4 separate regions of the Mus musculus genome follow, and regions 1, 2 and 3 are each linked to region 4. The links are chromatin contacts, called in public Micro-C and promoter capture Hi-C maps. All regions are on one chromosome and are shown on one strand. Each heading gives the region's core, a stretch centred on a gene start, on an enhancer-like site or on the middle of the called end of the contact. The rest is flanking DNA. Distances are from core to core; before and after follow the strand shown. Region 1 holds the start of 1700065D16Rik (RIKEN cDNA 1700065D16 gene). Region 2 holds the start of Trpc1 (transient receptor potential cation channel, subfamily C, member 1). Region 3 holds the start of Rnf7 (ring finger protein 7). Region 4 holds the start of Tfdp2 (transcription factor Dp 2).

Region 1 (3,962 bases), core at 762-3,261, 340 kb before region 4:
GTAATCCCAGTACCCAGAAGGTGGGATGAAGATCAGCAGTTCAAGGTCATCCTCAGCTACATAGTGAGCTCAAGGCCAGCCTGGGCTATGGGGGACCCAATCTCAATAAGCAACAACAACAGCAGCAACAGGAGAAAAAGAGAAACTGTTGGTGATTCTGGGGAGAATTAGGGCAGGGAGGGGGAGGGACACAAGGGCAGAGTATAATAAATACTGGGTTAGGACTGAATGGGAGATGAAAATAGAATCAGCCTTACGAAAAATTCTTCTGCAGAGTTTGGCAGAGAGAGAGAGTCCTCAGAGGGAGGACCGACACTGGCCTTGGCATCTGCCTCTCATTTATTGGTGTATCACTAAGGCTGTCCAGATAAATGGCTGCCAGCTTCCTTTCATTCTGATTTGCACCCCCCTCCAAACTCAAGGGTAGCTTTGACTAGCTCTTGCTATTGTTTCAGACTGTGCCTCACCATGTAACCTAAGGCGGCTTAAGCTGGTTACCATGCTGCCTCCGCCTCTAAAGTGCTAGAATTATAGCCATGTAGTGCTGTGGCCAGCTTATTGTCACTCTGTGGAGAGCTATCAGTACCTCCCTACCACTTACCGACACTGGGTGATGGTGCTGTCCCTCAGTTGTGTTGGATCATATTCACAGATAGCCTAGGACATATGTGGACTGCCCATGGTGGCCCACCAACGGCACTGGGAGGAGAGGGGGTGGTATTGGAATGTAAAGTGAAAAACAAATAATTGTTTCAAAAATTGCTTTTTGGATTAGATTTGCCAGAGCTCTGCTGTTTGGGGTCCTGCACTTCAGAACTGCAGTGCTACTCAGTGATGAATTACATACTGGGTTGTTGTTGTTGTTGGTGGTGGTGGTAGTGGCTTTTGGTTTTGTTTTGTTTTTTGAGACAGGGTTCCCCTGTATCCCAGACTGCCCTTGAGCTCATTATAGAGCTAAGGATGGCTTTGAACTCTTGATCCTTCTGCCTCTATACCCAAAGTAAGGGGATTGTAGGCATGTGCAACTATGCCTTCTTTTTTAAAATCGTTTAACTGTAGTTTGTTTAGTACTCTAGGTCCTCTGTGCCCGAGCCTCACGAGCTAGGTTAGTGCTCTTCCACTGGACTGTGCCCTCAGCTCTGTCATTATTGTCATCTTTCTCAACATGATTTCAAAATAGCTAGCTTTTCTTGCTTTTTAGCAGATACACTATTTTTCATAGTTGCCTGTCCTATGTTAGGTTTCTATTGCTGTGATGGAACACAATGATGGAAAGTGACCTGGGAAGGAAAAGGTTTGCTTCAGCTTAAAGTTCCTCGTCACAGGGCATCACTGAAGGAAACGGGGCAAAGGGATGGGTGTTCAAAGTACAGCTTTGCAGTCAGAGCGCATCTGGCTGCCATTCCACCACTTTTTAATTTTATTTTTGGAGGTTGTATCAATAATTACCCTTGTGTCCTAAACAGCAAATGTAAGGATTACTGCATGGCCTTACCTAGTTAAATATGCCATTCGAACATAGTGAAATATCTAACTTTGTTGGGTCGTCAGGTCCCTCTCCGACCCAGATCCTAGCTTACGGCTTCCCTGAGCATCCAGGTTTGAGCAAAAAATACCCGTGGAGTAGGTCACGCACTCGCCTGGGAGGGAAAGTGGGCGGGCACGTCCGCTGTCGGCTCCGCCCCTGTCGCCTCTGGGATTTCCCCAGGGTTCCAACCGCAACCGAGAGCGGCTTCCGGGAGGAGAATTTTGGACCTCGCGGGGCTCCGTCGACGCTCCGCCCTCTCCACCGGAGGCGGCTGTGGAGAAGCCCGGCGCCGGCGGCGGCTGTTTTGAGAGCCGCTCGGTGTCACCATGGGCGACCACGGGCTGGAGCTGGCGTCCATGATCCCCGCCCTGCGGGAGTTGGCCAGGTAGGGCCGCGCGTCGTCGCCAGCTTCGAGTCGCCGGGTCTCCTCGGCCCGCGCCGCGGCCTGTGGCCGCCGTTCCCTCCCTCACAGTGGCAGTTGGCCGGAGCGCCGTGGCGACCCACGTGCCGGGGTGACCGTGGCAGCCGCGGCTCGGCTCGCGGGGAGCCAGTCCACGCGAGCTGCTTCCCGCTTGGCCTCGAGAAGGGTCTCTTCTGGCCATCTTACCACACTCGTTTGCTTCCCGAAAACTTCCCCCGGGTCCTGGTCCTTTGGTCGTTGTTGACGGAATCCATTGGCTGAGGTTTTGTTTGGGAATCACGGCCCCGCTTCTGAGGGAAGCGCGGCGGTTTCTCCTCCGAGAGAGGCCGAGCGTCGGCCAGCCCGCTACTCTAGTCGGAAGTCCCCGGGACTGGCCACGGGTCCACGGAGTCCAACGTGCACAGCGTCCCCCAAACTAAAACACGCGTTGGTGTTCATCTGCAGTTGCCTCTTTGAGGCTCGCCGCCTTCAATCCCAGAATTTGGGTGGCAGAGGTGCCCCTAGGCCAGCCAGGACTAAATAGTGAGACCTTGCCTCTGGAAAGACAAAGACAAGAGAAAAAAGGGGGTGGGGGGAAGCAAACCCCTTGTTTCTGTCAACCTCGAGAGTCAAAGGAGAACCGGGTTCCAATCAGAAATTAGCGCTTGCCACGCCCCTTCTGCGCTCTAGGTTTTCCTCTGTCAGGACACCGCAGCCATTGAGTTCTCAAGTCGGTTCTCTCAGGCTGGAAAGTTTGCACGTAGAGTTAGTGCTGACCTTAAGTCTGTGAGCTATCAGTTTCCTTTTAGTTTTGCACCGCAGCGATGTTCATTTCCTCCTGTTGGCCATACCAAAAACCGAAAACCTAAATTAGAGGATAAATGAAAAGACCACTTTTGTACTGTCTGAAGGGTTTTTTTGTTTGTATGTTTGTTTTTTTACTTTGCATGAATGTGGCAAATAGACTTTGTGGGAGCAAAAAAAAAAATCATTAAAAATTTGAATTTAGTAATTTCTGTCTAAAAGTATATGAGATAAAGTGATTTTGGAAAACTGATAATACAAATTTTGTCATCACTGAAATTCTGGAAGGCAGGGACCAACACCTGAGGTTGTTCCCTGTCCTTAACTCATGTACCGTGGCACAAGAACCTATATTCATATGTACATACATACATATATATCTCACATGCGCATACAGACTTTTTAAAATGATTAAAATTTTAAGTTTAACAGCTATTAATATATTAAAAACTTACATAATTCAACAATAAAAAAGTTTGATGAAAAAAATGAATAAGGAAATTGAGATTTTTCTCCAGAGAGAATATAAAATAGCTAATAAGTAAAGGAAAACACAGATGTTTGATATGATTAAAAGTAAGGGAGACAAATCCAAACCACACAAGGAAGTTGGTGAGATGACTTGGGAGGCCAAGACAAGAGGCTCACTGAGTTTGAGGACAGCTTGAGCTATCAAGGTATTAAAAGGGGCTCTATAGTGAGAACTTAACCCTCCTCAAAAACAAAACAAGGAGATTCCATTTCAGACCATTACAATAACTATTGATATGTAAAAGAAATGGTAAGGATATGGGGAAATTGGACCCTGTGGTACATTGTTAGTATAGAAGTAAAATAGTGTAACTTAACGGTTGTGAAGTGGAATGAAGGTGCTACTAAAGGAGGAGGGTAAATAGAGTAGTTACCTCATAACATGACAATTCTTTATAATATATACCCAAAAGAATTTATAACAGGGATTTGAACATATATGTTTACACTTTTGCTCATCAAAGCATTGATATTCACAATAGCTCAGTGGTGGAAGCAAATGCTCAACAGATGAGTAAATATAATCCTCCCAAACGTGGCATAAACATGGTATTATTCAGTATGATGAGGAAAGACATTCTAATATGCTACAACAAAGCTAGTGAGTTTCAACCTGTAGGTAAACCCCTCTTTCCAAAAATATATACATTATGATTCATAACTAGCAAAATTATAATGATGAAGTAGTAATGAGAATAA
Region 2 (3,900 bases), core at 512-3,011, 450 kb before region 4:
AAATCCATGATGAAATGTCAAGAAGGGATTGCCTTTTGGCCTGGCTAAGATTAAACATAATCATGTAAAAAAAAACAAAAACCTATCTCAAATGCTTTAAAAGGTTTAGGGAGATGTTGTTGACTTAAACCTCTATATGTGAACAAATCCAAAAACTTCTGTAACTAGTTTTCCCATAGTGTGAGCTGGCCTCTGGAAGTAGGCTTCAGAAGTCTGCATGGTTCCAACAACGTTTTCCCAAATAAACACTGCCTTTCAACATCCAACTGCTTAACTGAGGAATGAGAATGTTTCAGTACTTTTTTTGTTTTTCAGATAAGAGATAAAAGCAATCTGGGAGCAACCAAGTTCCATGCTTGTCTTTTAATGTGGCCAGAAAGTGATCAATTTTTAGATTCAAAACCAGTATATTCCACATTATTTCGCCTATATTTACTTTTTTTTTTTTTTTACTACCTTTGCCTCCCTCCAACTCTCTGAAGCAATAAATCTTTCTCCCTAATAAAAAATACCGACATTTAAAAGGGGTTCCAGAAATTTGGGGAAAGTTTCGGCAACTAGGGCAGGATTTTTCGTATTATTTGTGTTAAAGATAATGGGATACTACTCAACTGTAACAGGCTAAGGCACTGCTGGCTGATGCTAAACAGAAGTAAAAGTCTTTTTTAAAAATAACAACAACAACAACAACAACAAACCTACAAGGTGACAGCCCATAAATCGGAGAAGTCTTAAGGGAAATTCGTAGAATTTTCGGATTAGGTCCAAAACTAGCCTCTGGCTCCCAAAGGAAGAAGTAACTTCAAACTAGAGTTTATTAGTGACAGAAGTGGGGCAACTTTGGGATCAAGGCTCCCTCCTCGCCATGGAAACGTCCCACCTGCGCGAGTCCACCGCCCCCGCCCTACCTGCCTGCTGCTCAAGCTCAATTAGGCAGAAGTCCTGCGGGCTGCACAGAGGTGGGAATAGCCGCTGCACACAAGGAAAAGCACGAGTGCCAGGAGTTAAGTTGAGGCAGGGGCCGGACCCGGGGAGTGGGTGCTAGGGTGTCCGGAGGTGGAGAAGGGGGCCTAGCTCTCACCCTTGTCGCACGCCAGCAAGAAAAGCTTCTCATTCAAGGTGTTCTCCTCCTTCACCTCTCGCACATCCTTCAGCGCCATCACTTCGTTGGGCGACGAGGAGGATGGGGAGGAAGGCAGGGAGGAGGAGGAGACGCCCGAGAGGTCCGTGCTCGGGTACAGGGCCGCCATCATCGCGGCCCACGACGGGGGCAGGCCAGGAGACGGAGGCGGGGCCCCCATGGGCGCCGACCCCGACCCCGACCCCGAGCTGGAAAACGGGTGAGTCGTTCCCACGGCCACATCGGCGTGCGGCCCGTTGGCCCCGAAGGGCGTCGCCTCGCCCCGAAACCAGCACTCGCCCTCCACGGACAGCCCCAGGTTGGTGGCCGCGCTGGCGCGGCCCCGGGGCCAGCGCCCTCTGCCCAGCCGCCGGCGCCCCGGTCGAGCTGGTCCGCGCCCGTCCGGGGACGACAGAGTGGAGCGCGCCAGGGCGGCAGCCGAGCGCGGGGCCGTGCCAGGAGCCGCAGGGGCCGCACAGGGAGCGGCCCGGCCTGGGAGGGAGTGAGGGGGCCGCCGGCCGGAGAGCTCGGCGGTGCGCTTCGCAGCACGTCTGGCTCCGGGGCTGTGGGAACCGCTGGCCCAGCAGCACCCACAGGAGGCAGAGGTTCGCGGCTTTCTCCTCACGTCATCCTCAGCCCCGCGGAGGCGACGACACCGGGGCGGGGCTTAAGGCGAAGCCGGGCTAGGGGCGGGGCTTGTAGGGGCGGGGCTCCAGGGCTGACGCGCCTCTCTGGTCGGTCGCCTAGCATCTTGGGCGCGTCTGCAGCATCTTTGAGCACCTGAGGGCATGGGAACCGCTTGGTGGCGGATTTCAGGTAATTTTATCCGCTGCCTGTTTGTGCTGCTGCTGCTACTGCAGCACAGAAAAGGGCCAAGGAGCTTCTGAAGGATTAACGTTTACTTGAAATCCTGTACGGAATTGTCCTAAAGCCTGGCCAAAGCAACCTGATTATGGAGTTTGTGTTTACAGTTCCCTCGTTCCTAAAGGCGTTTTAAAAACAATCTTTGTGATTTAATATGGTCTAACATTCCTGATATTTCCAAAGTCACTATAAAAGTATTCGCATGTAAGTCAAAGGCGACCTATAACCGTTGCATAAGCACAGTTTAGGAGTTACTCGCCATACAAGTCCTTTTAGTGGATTCGTTATATTTATCCTATCTAATTTTAAGAGATTCGCTATTTAGACAACAATTGTCTGACGTCCAGCAAATGCGACTTGAAAACTGCATCTTTTCAATAATTTTTAATTGCTTCCTGCAGTCAACACTAGGGGGAAAATCTGAACTCTACGTTTAAGATTTAGATTTTTAAAGCAATGGATAAATGTACTTAAATTTGAGGGGAATACTGCCTCTCCTATTCAGGCTACTTTGTCCCATTAGTTTCTCTTTCAACATTTAACTTACTAATTCTTAAAAATCAATGTTCTCTTTAGATATTCTCTAAAAGTCTTTGATGTCGAAGTCATCTTTTCAAACGTTTTCTGTATTTGATGTAAATGATAATCTCAAGTTGCTCCAGTTTTTGTTTCTAAATGATCTCCCCGTTGTCGTGTAATGTTTAATACACTTCCAAGTTTATGAGTTTGGTGAAATTTCCAAGAGGCTCAAGGTGAAGCCAGTGGGAGAGAGGAGCGCCCATACATTTGTATATGCACCTCCTTTGTTGCTCAGCAAAATGTTTAGCCAGTAGTAGAAATCTAATCCTGCGCTATCTGAAATTTCAGTATTTGAAGTTAACTCAAATGACTCACAGCCATACACAGATTCTTTATCCAAAGAACTATGGGACTGGATTACTTTCTAAGACTGGAGGGAATTCCAACCCTCTTTGGTAGTAATCTTAAGAGACCTTCCAAAGCACTAGAGAGCCTACTTCAGGCAAGCTGATAATTATAATGCAGGCTTTTGGATTGTCTCCGATACAGACAAACTGCTCAGCGGGCATAAATTGGGACATTCTAACAATACCTACATACTTAGCACATGTGATATGTAGATCAGTATTGGAGTTATGATGAACAATGGTATTCAAAAAACTCAAAAGTGGCATATTACTCTAAGCAACTCCATCAAGTCACAGGCAAACAAAACAGAAACCAAAAGAGGAATCACAACTCCAGCCAGAGAGGGGAAAGAAACTCAGATTTAGATCTAGTCCTACAAGTAGGATGCTACTGATATTTTTCATGTTCTCCTCCCTTTACTCCCGAGGAGCACATCTGTCTCTTTTTCATGGCGCCCACTCGATTGCTTTTCCTCAGAGAGCCCTGACCTCGCTACCCAGAAAACCTCCCCCTCTGCTCTCAGTCAGTCTGCAGCAAATCTCCCCCCACTCCAATGGTCTCTCGGTTTCTTCCCTGCTTCATTTCTTGTTGTTGCTTTATTGGCTGGCCGTCTCTACTAGGATGTAAGTCAAAAGGCTGTTTCTACTTGTCTTAGCTGAGGTCCAAGAATCTAGTTGTGGTACTTGGACACTGGAGACAATAAATTAATGCTAATTATTTTATCCACTCAAATGATTTCATCACAAACTAAGTTTATAACAATCACGCAGTTTGTCTTTTTTTTTTTTTTAATCTTCATATGAGGGCTGGTGAGATGGCTTAGTGGATAAGAGTGCTGGTTGTTCAAACCTGAAGCCCTGAGTTCGATTCCCATGAAGGTGTAAGGAGAAAACTGACCCAACAAATTTGTTCTCTGATATCCACATGTAAGCATGCATGCCCATACACATGTATCATCCATACATACAATGATAATAAAAACACTAGAA
Region 3 (3,874 bases), core at 794-3,293, 280 kb after region 4:
ATCTCAGCCGGGTGTGGTGGTGTACGCCTTTAATCCCAGTGCCTGGGAGGCAGAGGCAGGTGGATTTCTGAGTTCGAGGCCAGCCTGGTCTACACAGAGAAACCCTGTCTCGAAAAACAAACAAACAAAAAGCCAATCTCTGGCCAGATAGACTGCTCAAAAATTAAAGTGCTTGCATGAGTTTAAGCCTTGGGACCCACATGGCAGGAGAAAAGAAGCAACTCCCAATACTCTTCTTCTATGTCACACTCACACTCACACACACACACACACACACACACACACACACACACACACACACACACAGAGTTCTTCTATGTGTCCGCCCCCACCACAACTCTAAGTAAATTTTGTTGTTTTTAAAGACAGGGTTTCTTGTGTAGTACTGGCTATCCTGGAATTTGCTGTTAGATCAGGTTGTCATGGAACTCAAGAGACCCACCTGCCTATGGCTCCCAAGTGCTGGGATTAAAGAATGCACCATTAACAACAGGGTAATAAAATAATGATGATGATGATTTAAAAAAAAAAAGCGGGCGTGGTGGTGGACCCCTTTAATTTCAGCACTCGGGAGGCAGAGGCAGGTGGATTTCTGAGTTGGAGGCCAGCCTGGTCTACAAAGTGAGTTCCAGGACAGCCAGGGCTACACAGAGAAACCCTGTCTCGAAAAAACCAAAACAAACAAAAAAGATTTATTCATTATTTGTTTTTAAGATGGGGTCCCACTACTTAGCCTTGGTTGTGTAGACCAGGCTGGCCTAAGGCGCACAGAGATCTGTTTATCTTTGCTTCTCGAGTACTAAGTTTAAAGATATCACCACACCTGGCCAGAATAAAATTTCTAAGCAAAGCTTGTGCTGCCTCTGCCCCCATGCCTCAGCCTCCCGAGTGCTGGCATTTCAGACATTCGCAACCACACTCAACCCTAAAATGGAAATCACTGCCCAGCTCCTAAGCAAGGATGAGGGGTGGAACAGCTGGATTTTAGTGTTTTAGTCAAATCAGATTCTACATAGAAACTAGTGTCTGGGTCTACAATTAAATGTAAAAAGTAAAGTTTGGGAGCCCTGATGAAGCAAGTCCAAAGACAAAGAATAGACTGTGGAATCTCTTGATGCTACGTTTAAAGTCTCAAAGCCAAGAAACGCGCACATTTTCAAACTGCAGAAATCTATTTCAACTACTCCCCAGTCGCCCTGTAAAGCAACCTCACAGTAATCTAAAATTTTATGTTTATGCTACCTGCATCTGGGTTTGCATACCAAATGTGCCTAATGCCCTCAAGGGCCATAATGGGGTGCTGGAGTTATTGGAACAGGAGTTAGAGGGTGGTGAGTTGCCATGTGGGTGTGGAAAATCGAACCCGGGTTCTCTGTTAAGAACAAGCTTGTGCTCTTAACTGTGGAAACATCTCTCCGGTCACTGAGCCTCATTTCGGTTATGAGACAGAATCCGTATAGTGGCGCAGGCTCGCAATTTCCAGTTTTTGGGAGGTGCGCCCTCCTGGGTTCTAAGCCAACCTCGGCTAAATGGGCAAGCTCTAATCCTGAGGAACGTGAGAGCATCTCAAAGACGAACATCCCAACCCTCAGATCTACGCGAGGGATCCGCTGGGAGATTTGCTGGCCGCAGGGCCGGAGGTTCCCCTCGGGTATCCCGGTCACGCCCCCTCCCCCCCGCCCCCATAGGAACCATCCCGTGTCTGGCGGCCCGGCCCGGCCCAGCACTCGCCGGCTCGGCCCAGCTCGCGGTCCCGGCTTCGCCTGCATCGCTTACCCATCACCTGGACCCTGCAGATGGCACAGGTATCGCACTCAACGTCCCAGCTCCACATGGCTACCGCGTTCCACTTCTTGAGAGAGAACATCTTGTCGCCTCCCGACTTGGAGCCTGCGCTCCCGGAGTGCGAAGAAAGGACGCAGGGTTCCTCGCCGTCCTCCACGTCGGCCATGGCGGCGGCGCAGAACGGCGACGCGGACGTTGGGCGCGGAGGCGGGAGGTACGGTGGCTCAGCGGGGCCACAACACACGCCACGGAGCCTCCCGCAGGCACGGGCGGGCGGGCGGAGCCAGACGGCGATGATTGGATGGCGCGCGCCAGTGACGTCACGAGGGGCTGGGCAAGGCCTGTACAGAGAACCCCAGCGCTTGCTAAAGTGGCCAAAGGCCAGTTGCTGTAGGGCAGGCCCGGGTCAGTAAGCGAGCATTGTCTGGAGTTACATTGTATTAAACTCGGGGGAGTCTCAGAAATCACATCGTCCCTGTCTTCATTTGTCTCCTTTCTCCCAAATGTAAAACTATCAAGAGTAGGGACAGAATTCTCATCACTGTAACCTCCGTATCTTACAAAATGGTTGGCCTTGAATTCAGATTCATTTATTTATTTATTTATTTATTTATTTATTTATTTATTTATTTATTTATTTTTGGTTTTTCGGCAGCCGGGCGTGGTAGCTCACACCTTTAATCCCAGCACTCGGGAGGCAGAGGCAGGCGGATTTCTGAGTTCAAGGCCAGCCTGGTTACAAAGTGCGTTCCAGGACAGCCAGGGCTATACAGAGAAACCCTGTCTCGCAACAAGCAAGCAAGCAAGCAAGCAAGCAAACAAACAAAATATATGTTTTTTTAAACTTTATTTTATGTGCATTGCTGTGAGGTGTCAGATTCCTTGGAAAGGACCTGGAGTTACAGACAGTTGTGATCTGCCATGGAGGTGCTGAGGATTGAACCCCGGTCGTTTGGAAGAACAGACCATGGTTTTAACCACTGAGTCATCCCTCCAGACACTACATTTGTTTGTTTGTTTGTTTGTTTGTTATTGTTCTCAGGTGACAGAGAATAGGTAAGCAGAAGGGCAAGAACGCAATGCTTAAGCAAATGTGTGCTGGGGAGAAAGCAGAGTGAGCCAGCCAGGGAAGGGCCAGGCAGTGGGCCCCTGGGACTGTGGTTAGGTCCCTCCCACCAGGCTTTGTCTCAGATCACTTGGCCAGCATTGAAGGAAAGCTTGGATGAAAAAGCAAAACAAATGTTCCTGCCTCGTGCTCAGCTCACGTCCACCGCCATCCTTCAGGCTACTCTTACCAACGGGGGTGGTGGTGTCCATCCTTACCGGTTAAGCCAATTAGAAGTATATGGGGCAGTGGCCGTGCACACCTTACTCTGAGCACTTGGGAGACAGCAGCAGGTGGATCCTTGTGAGTTATAAGGCCAGCCTGGTCTACAAATCAAGTTTCGGGCAACCAAGGCTACACAGAGAAGCCTTGTCTCGAAAAACAAAAACAAACAAAAAAGTACGAGTCCTTTATTCGTGCAGGACCAAATTCCGGCGCATGCCTCAGAGTCTCTTGGTGTCGCAGCTCAGGGATACGGTGTTTCTAAAGGCAAACCCCACAAAGACCACAACTCACATGAAAGTCAGATGACAGAACAATCTTGAAACGTTCATTTCTGACAGAACATGGTGATTTTTTTTTCCAGACGTAACATGAAAGTTACTTTTGACTTGTGCCTTCTTCAGTTATTTTAGTTTACATTAATTATTTTGGTTTATACATCGGGACCATGGTCCAGGCCACAGAAGTCCCAAATGTGCTGGGAGGGTAGATGTGGGCATGGAGGTGGGTGAGGAGAGGACTGAGAAGTGCCTAAGCCAATGCACAGGGAGTCGGGACAAGATGGCACAAGATGGCGTTTCTGTGGTCACTTCCTCTGCGGGAGAGTCTTTATTCCTTTGTTGAGAACACTGGGAGAGAGATGCTTGGTTTTGTTTTAGAGACTTCCCTTTAACACAAACACGTTTGAGCCCTTCAGGAAAGACCTTATTCCCATCGCGATTGAGTTTCCACTGTTTATTTCTCCACTCCTCATTCCTTCCT
Region 4 (3,874 bases), core at 857-3,356:
GGACTAAAGGCATGGACCACTGTGACTGGTTCAAATGAAATTTTGTCTTCAAGTTTTCATTTTAGAAAGAAATTAAGGGAATATGGTAAGATGAATCAGAGGGTAAAGCCGTTTGTTTCCAAACCTGAAAACATTATGTTAATCCTCAAGACCCACACAGTAGAAGACAAGCATCAATTCCTGCAAGTTGTCCTTTGATCTCTACACTTTTATATCCCCACCCCCACCCCATTCTAGCATGGGCATGTAGTGTTTAGTTGACAAGTAATGAGATTTTGGGCATTCCTTTCTCCACATTAACCCAAACATTTAATGTGCCAGCCTCTCTTGTGGCTACACATGTTGAGGGGCTTCATAATTTTTCACTACTGGATTGAAGTAAAGACTTATTTCTGTCATGCTGACTTTTTATCCTTAATGCTAGGATTGCTAATTTGTTTGTTTGTTTGTTTGTTTTGAGACAGGGCTTCTCTGTGTATCCTTGGCTGTCCTGGAACCCACTTTGTAGGCTAGGTTGGCCTGAAACTCAGAGGTCTACCTACCTCTGCTTCCCAAGTGCTGGGACTAACGGTGCTCACCACGATTACCTAGCATGCTAAGTATTTATTAAATAAGCTTAACACAATACCTTAACAACGTTTCCTGCGGAAATTAAATAAATCCACATTCACTTGTCAGTGCAAAAGGCAATCATTCAGTTGAGACTTTTGGATTACTGTATGTTTGGAATTTTGGGATTTTACCCATAACAATTGTCTAGAAATAGTCTCCAAATCTTCCAAAGAGAAAGCCAAGGGTGTTTGCTCTTGGCTTCCTCACCTCATTATGCATTTTTTCTGTCTGCTTGCCTTAGTTTCTACCTATGTACATCATCATTTTTTGAGAAAGGATCTCACTGTTATCTATCTATCTATCTATCTATCTATCTATCTATCTATCTAATGTTTTTGAGAAAGGATCTCATGTAGACTCAGTTGGTCTAAACTCCCGACTCTGCCACCCAGACCATGAGCTGACACTCTGGGGCTGGTATTTACATCAATAGCCCCCTCTCAGAGTTGTTTCCCTTATCACACCACTGAATTTTTTTTTAAAGAACTTTAAGAAGCATCTTTCCTACCTCACTGGAACATAAGCTCAATTATGCCAAGAATTTTTGTCTCTTTTGTACACACAGCCCTAGCATCATAAATAGTATTTGGCTCATAGAGCTATGAGGAAATTAAAATGAAAAAGATCAAAGTATTTTAAAGTCGGATTTTCTTATCTTACTTCCAAACGTCCACATTAGCTACAGTTCATACAGGATCCATGCACTTGAAAGGGGGAAACACCTTTTTTTGGAGGGGTGGGGGCAGGGTCAAAGTGTCTAGCCCTGGCTGGCTCAGAACTCACTGTGTTGACTAGGCTGGCCTTAGACTTAAAGAGATATGCTAGTGTCTGCCTCAGGAGTGCTGGGGTTAAAGACATGAGCCACTAAGCCAACCTGAATTTCTTAATAAATGACTGGGTATTTGAGAGTGTGTGCCTCCAACTTTTTCGGTTCAACTTCGAAATTAAGGCATCTGGCCTTAATTTATTGCTACACTTTCCCAGGAATTGAAGCATGACCAACCTCCACAGTGGTCCACGTGTGGCCTCAGGGTCACTTATCCCTCTGCCTTCCGAGTGTTCCTGGAGCAGTGGCCCATCAGAGGTCTATGGTCCAGATGTAAGGACCTAGTTCCGGTTTCTTTCCGAGAGATGGGATGGAAAAGAGAACCATACTTTAGAGCTGAGAGAAGCGAGGTGGTGGGTGGAGGTGAGGAGAGGGGCTGATGTGGTGGAGGGGGAAGGGCGAGCCTGGCTGCCCTCTAGGTGGCAGGGGTCCAGCGGCAGGCAGAGCCTCAGGGCGGCCCCTAGCGGAGAGTGGCTTTGGAGGTCAAAAGACCAGGGCAGGCTCCCGCAAGCCCGCCGCCCACCTCCGCCTCTGGCCCTGGGGGCGAGCCTGGGGGCGGGTTTTGTTTACTCCCTACACGCACTGCGGCCCGGCCAATCCGTGGAGAGCGTCGGCGCGCGTCATGCCAGCCGAGGGCCAATCGGCGCTCACCGTGCTGCTCCGCCGCCAAAGCGAGCGCGGGGGAAGCGGCGCCGCCGCGGCCGTGTCGCTGAGGGCGGACGGCGTCGGGCGCGCTGGGCTGTGCGGCCGTCGCTGCCTGGCACGCGGGGCGCGCCTTGACCCTTCCTGCACTGCAGGCTTCCGACGCGCGCGAAGACCGCGGCTGCGCGGCCGGGAGCTTGCTCCGAGCGGACCTGGCTCTGCCTGAGGAGCGGCGGCTCGCGAAGAAGCGTCTCCCCGGGAGTGGGCCGAGGGCTGTGTGGACCGGCGGCGGCCCCTCTGCACCAAGCTGCGGTAAGGTCCCGGAAAGGGCGCGGGCCTGCGCGCCAGGGGCCTTTGGACCGGGCGTGGCCCCCCGCCGGCCGGCTCTCCCCTGCCCTGTCCCGGGAGTCTCAGCTTGTCCTCAGGATTTCTCTGCAGCGGGGCCAAGCAACCCTGGAATACCTGATGAGGCTCCGGAGCCCGCGGGCTCGCCATCACCCGGGATCAGGAAGGGCAAGGGCTGACTTGGGCTTCTCACTCAGATCTTCTGACTTTCCCTCCTCCCTTCGTGATCCACCATCCTCCAGTCTGTTTCTGCGGGGTGCTTTTGCAGAGTTCCAAAGCTCTCCCTACCTGGAAGACCCCCAGGTTCCCCCAAGAGAACTTTTCCTTTCAAGTAGAGGTTACTTTCTCGGCCCAAGTTCTGGGAGGAATTCTGCACAAGGCCCTGGTTGCTGTGCACAGAGCAGCGGGAAAGTGACTGTGGGCTCCGCCGAGAGGTGGCACAGTGAAGTGCGTGGACACTCACTCGCCCGTGTTCCGGTGCTTTGTGTGGGCTCAGTTTGTTCATCTGTGAGCCACATCTGCCTATGCGAGGACGGGGAGGGTGTTGGGAGAGAGAAAAGGGCTAATCTCCGGAATGCACTTGAAACAAAGCTCACTTCTACTAAATGCATAACGTAACCCTGGATGCTGGAGGAGACTCTGGACCCCATGTTGTTTCACCTTTTCGGCTGAAATCGTTACCAGGCTTGTAGCCTGGCCTAGCAAAATGTTTACTTTGCATTCTTTTTCCATAGCATTCGTTGAAAGTACCTTTGAGCCTTTGGCGACTTCTGTCTTTCCTCCTTTCATCTCAAGGGGCTCCAACCCCTTATCCTGCCTCCTCTAGGCCAGCAGTTCTCAACCTTCCTAATGCTGTGACCTGACCCCAACCATAAAAGCATTTTGTTGCTACTTCATAACTGTAATTTTGCTACTGTTATGAATTGCAATGTAAATATTTAGGTTTTCCGATGGTCTTAGGCAAGAACGACTCCCTTTAGAAAGGGGTCATGACCCACAGGTTAGAAAACACCCCTCTACAGAGCCAGCTGCTGTGTTTCATTTGACTTAGAATTTTTCTGGGTCATTTGTTTTCTGTTCTCCTAATGGTTTGAAGTCATCGTAACTAGGCAGTATGGTTTAAGTCATTAGCCTCTTTTCCACTGTGGCAGAATTCAAAGTTGAGTATAAAATGTTTGTTTTGCATCTTGCCTCTTCCAGTCACTGATTATCTTACGATTTACTAAGGCTTTACCACTATCCCATTGCTGGAATTCATGTAAGTGTCCATTCTCAAATTGCATCAGGAGATAAAGGCGCCGGCCAGACCCCAGGTTCTGTCACGCTTGTGTACTGGCTCTGGGCAGAGTTAGTTTTAGAACATCTTGTGCCTTGGAACTAGTTTAGTGTTATGGCAGATATGGTGTCAGTAGCCAGTGCTGGCATGTGGTTGCAGAGTCAGGAATGCAG

Evidence for each region. Promoter capture Hi-C pulls out the DNA fragments that hold promoters and counts their contacts. Hi-C and Micro-C count contacts between places; a contact is called where the count stands out from the background.
Region 1: a contact with region 4 is called in a Micro-C map of embryonic stem cells, with 5 times the contacts expected there. The contact joins the promoter of 1700065D16Rik here to the promoter of Tfdp2 in region 4. A contact is called at or near these places in 1 of 39 promoter capture datasets (pre-B cells), 1 of 484 Hi-C or Micro-C datasets (embryonic stem cells) and 2 of 9 other capture datasets (adipose tissue and liver).
Region 2: a promoter capture Hi-C map of hippocampal neurons shows a contact between it and region 4, with 3 times the contacts expected there. The contact joins the promoter of Trpc1 here to the promoter of Tfdp2 in region 4. A contact is called at or near these places in 5 of 39 promoter capture datasets (3T3-L1-derived adipocytes, hippocampal neurons, liver and 2 more) and 1 of 484 Hi-C or Micro-C datasets (embryonic stem cells).
Region 3: a contact with region 4 is called in a promoter capture Hi-C map of pre-B cells, with 4 times the contacts expected there. The contact joins the promoter of Rnf7 here to the promoter of Tfdp2 in region 4. A contact is called at or near these places in 9 of 39 promoter capture datasets (3T3-L1-derived adipocytes, the C10 cell line, cranial neural crest and 6 more), 4 of 484 Hi-C or Micro-C datasets (CD4 T cells, CD8 central memory T cells and embryonic stem cells), 5 of 115 datasets of contacts at active chromatin or transcription factors (embryonic stem cells, extraembryonic endoderm stem cells, large pre-B cells and 1 more) and 1 of 9 other capture datasets (liver).

The regions. Positions count from the first base shown.
Region 1 is chr9:95,855,871-95,859,832 of GRCm38.p6, forward strand. It overlaps 1700065D16Rik (RIKEN cDNA 1700065D16 gene), which reads right to left and starts at 2,012. Exons shown (of 2, transcript NM_001271569.1): 1 at 1,637-2,012. The coding sequence starts at 1,886. Atr (ataxia telangiectasia and Rad3 related) reads left to right here and starts at 1,727. Exons shown (of 47, transcript NM_019864.1): 1 at 1,727-1,913. The coding sequence starts at 1,855.
Region 2 is chr9:95,748,587-95,752,486 of GRCm38.p6, forward strand. Trpc1 (transient receptor potential cation channel, subfamily C, member 1) reads right to left here and starts at 1,762. Exons shown (of 13, transcript NM_011643.4): 1 at 1,082-1,762. The coding sequence starts at 1,253.
Region 3 is chr9:96,476,632-96,480,505 of GRCm38.p6, forward strand. Rnf7 (ring finger protein 7) reads right to left here and starts at 2,044. Exons shown (of 3, transcript NM_011279.3): 1 at 1,777-2,044. The coding sequence starts at 1,951.
Region 4 is chr9:96,194,169-96,198,042 of GRCm38.p6, forward strand. Tfdp2 (transcription factor Dp 2) reads left to right here and starts at 2,107. Exons shown (of 13, transcript NM_001184706.1): 1 at 2,107-2,392.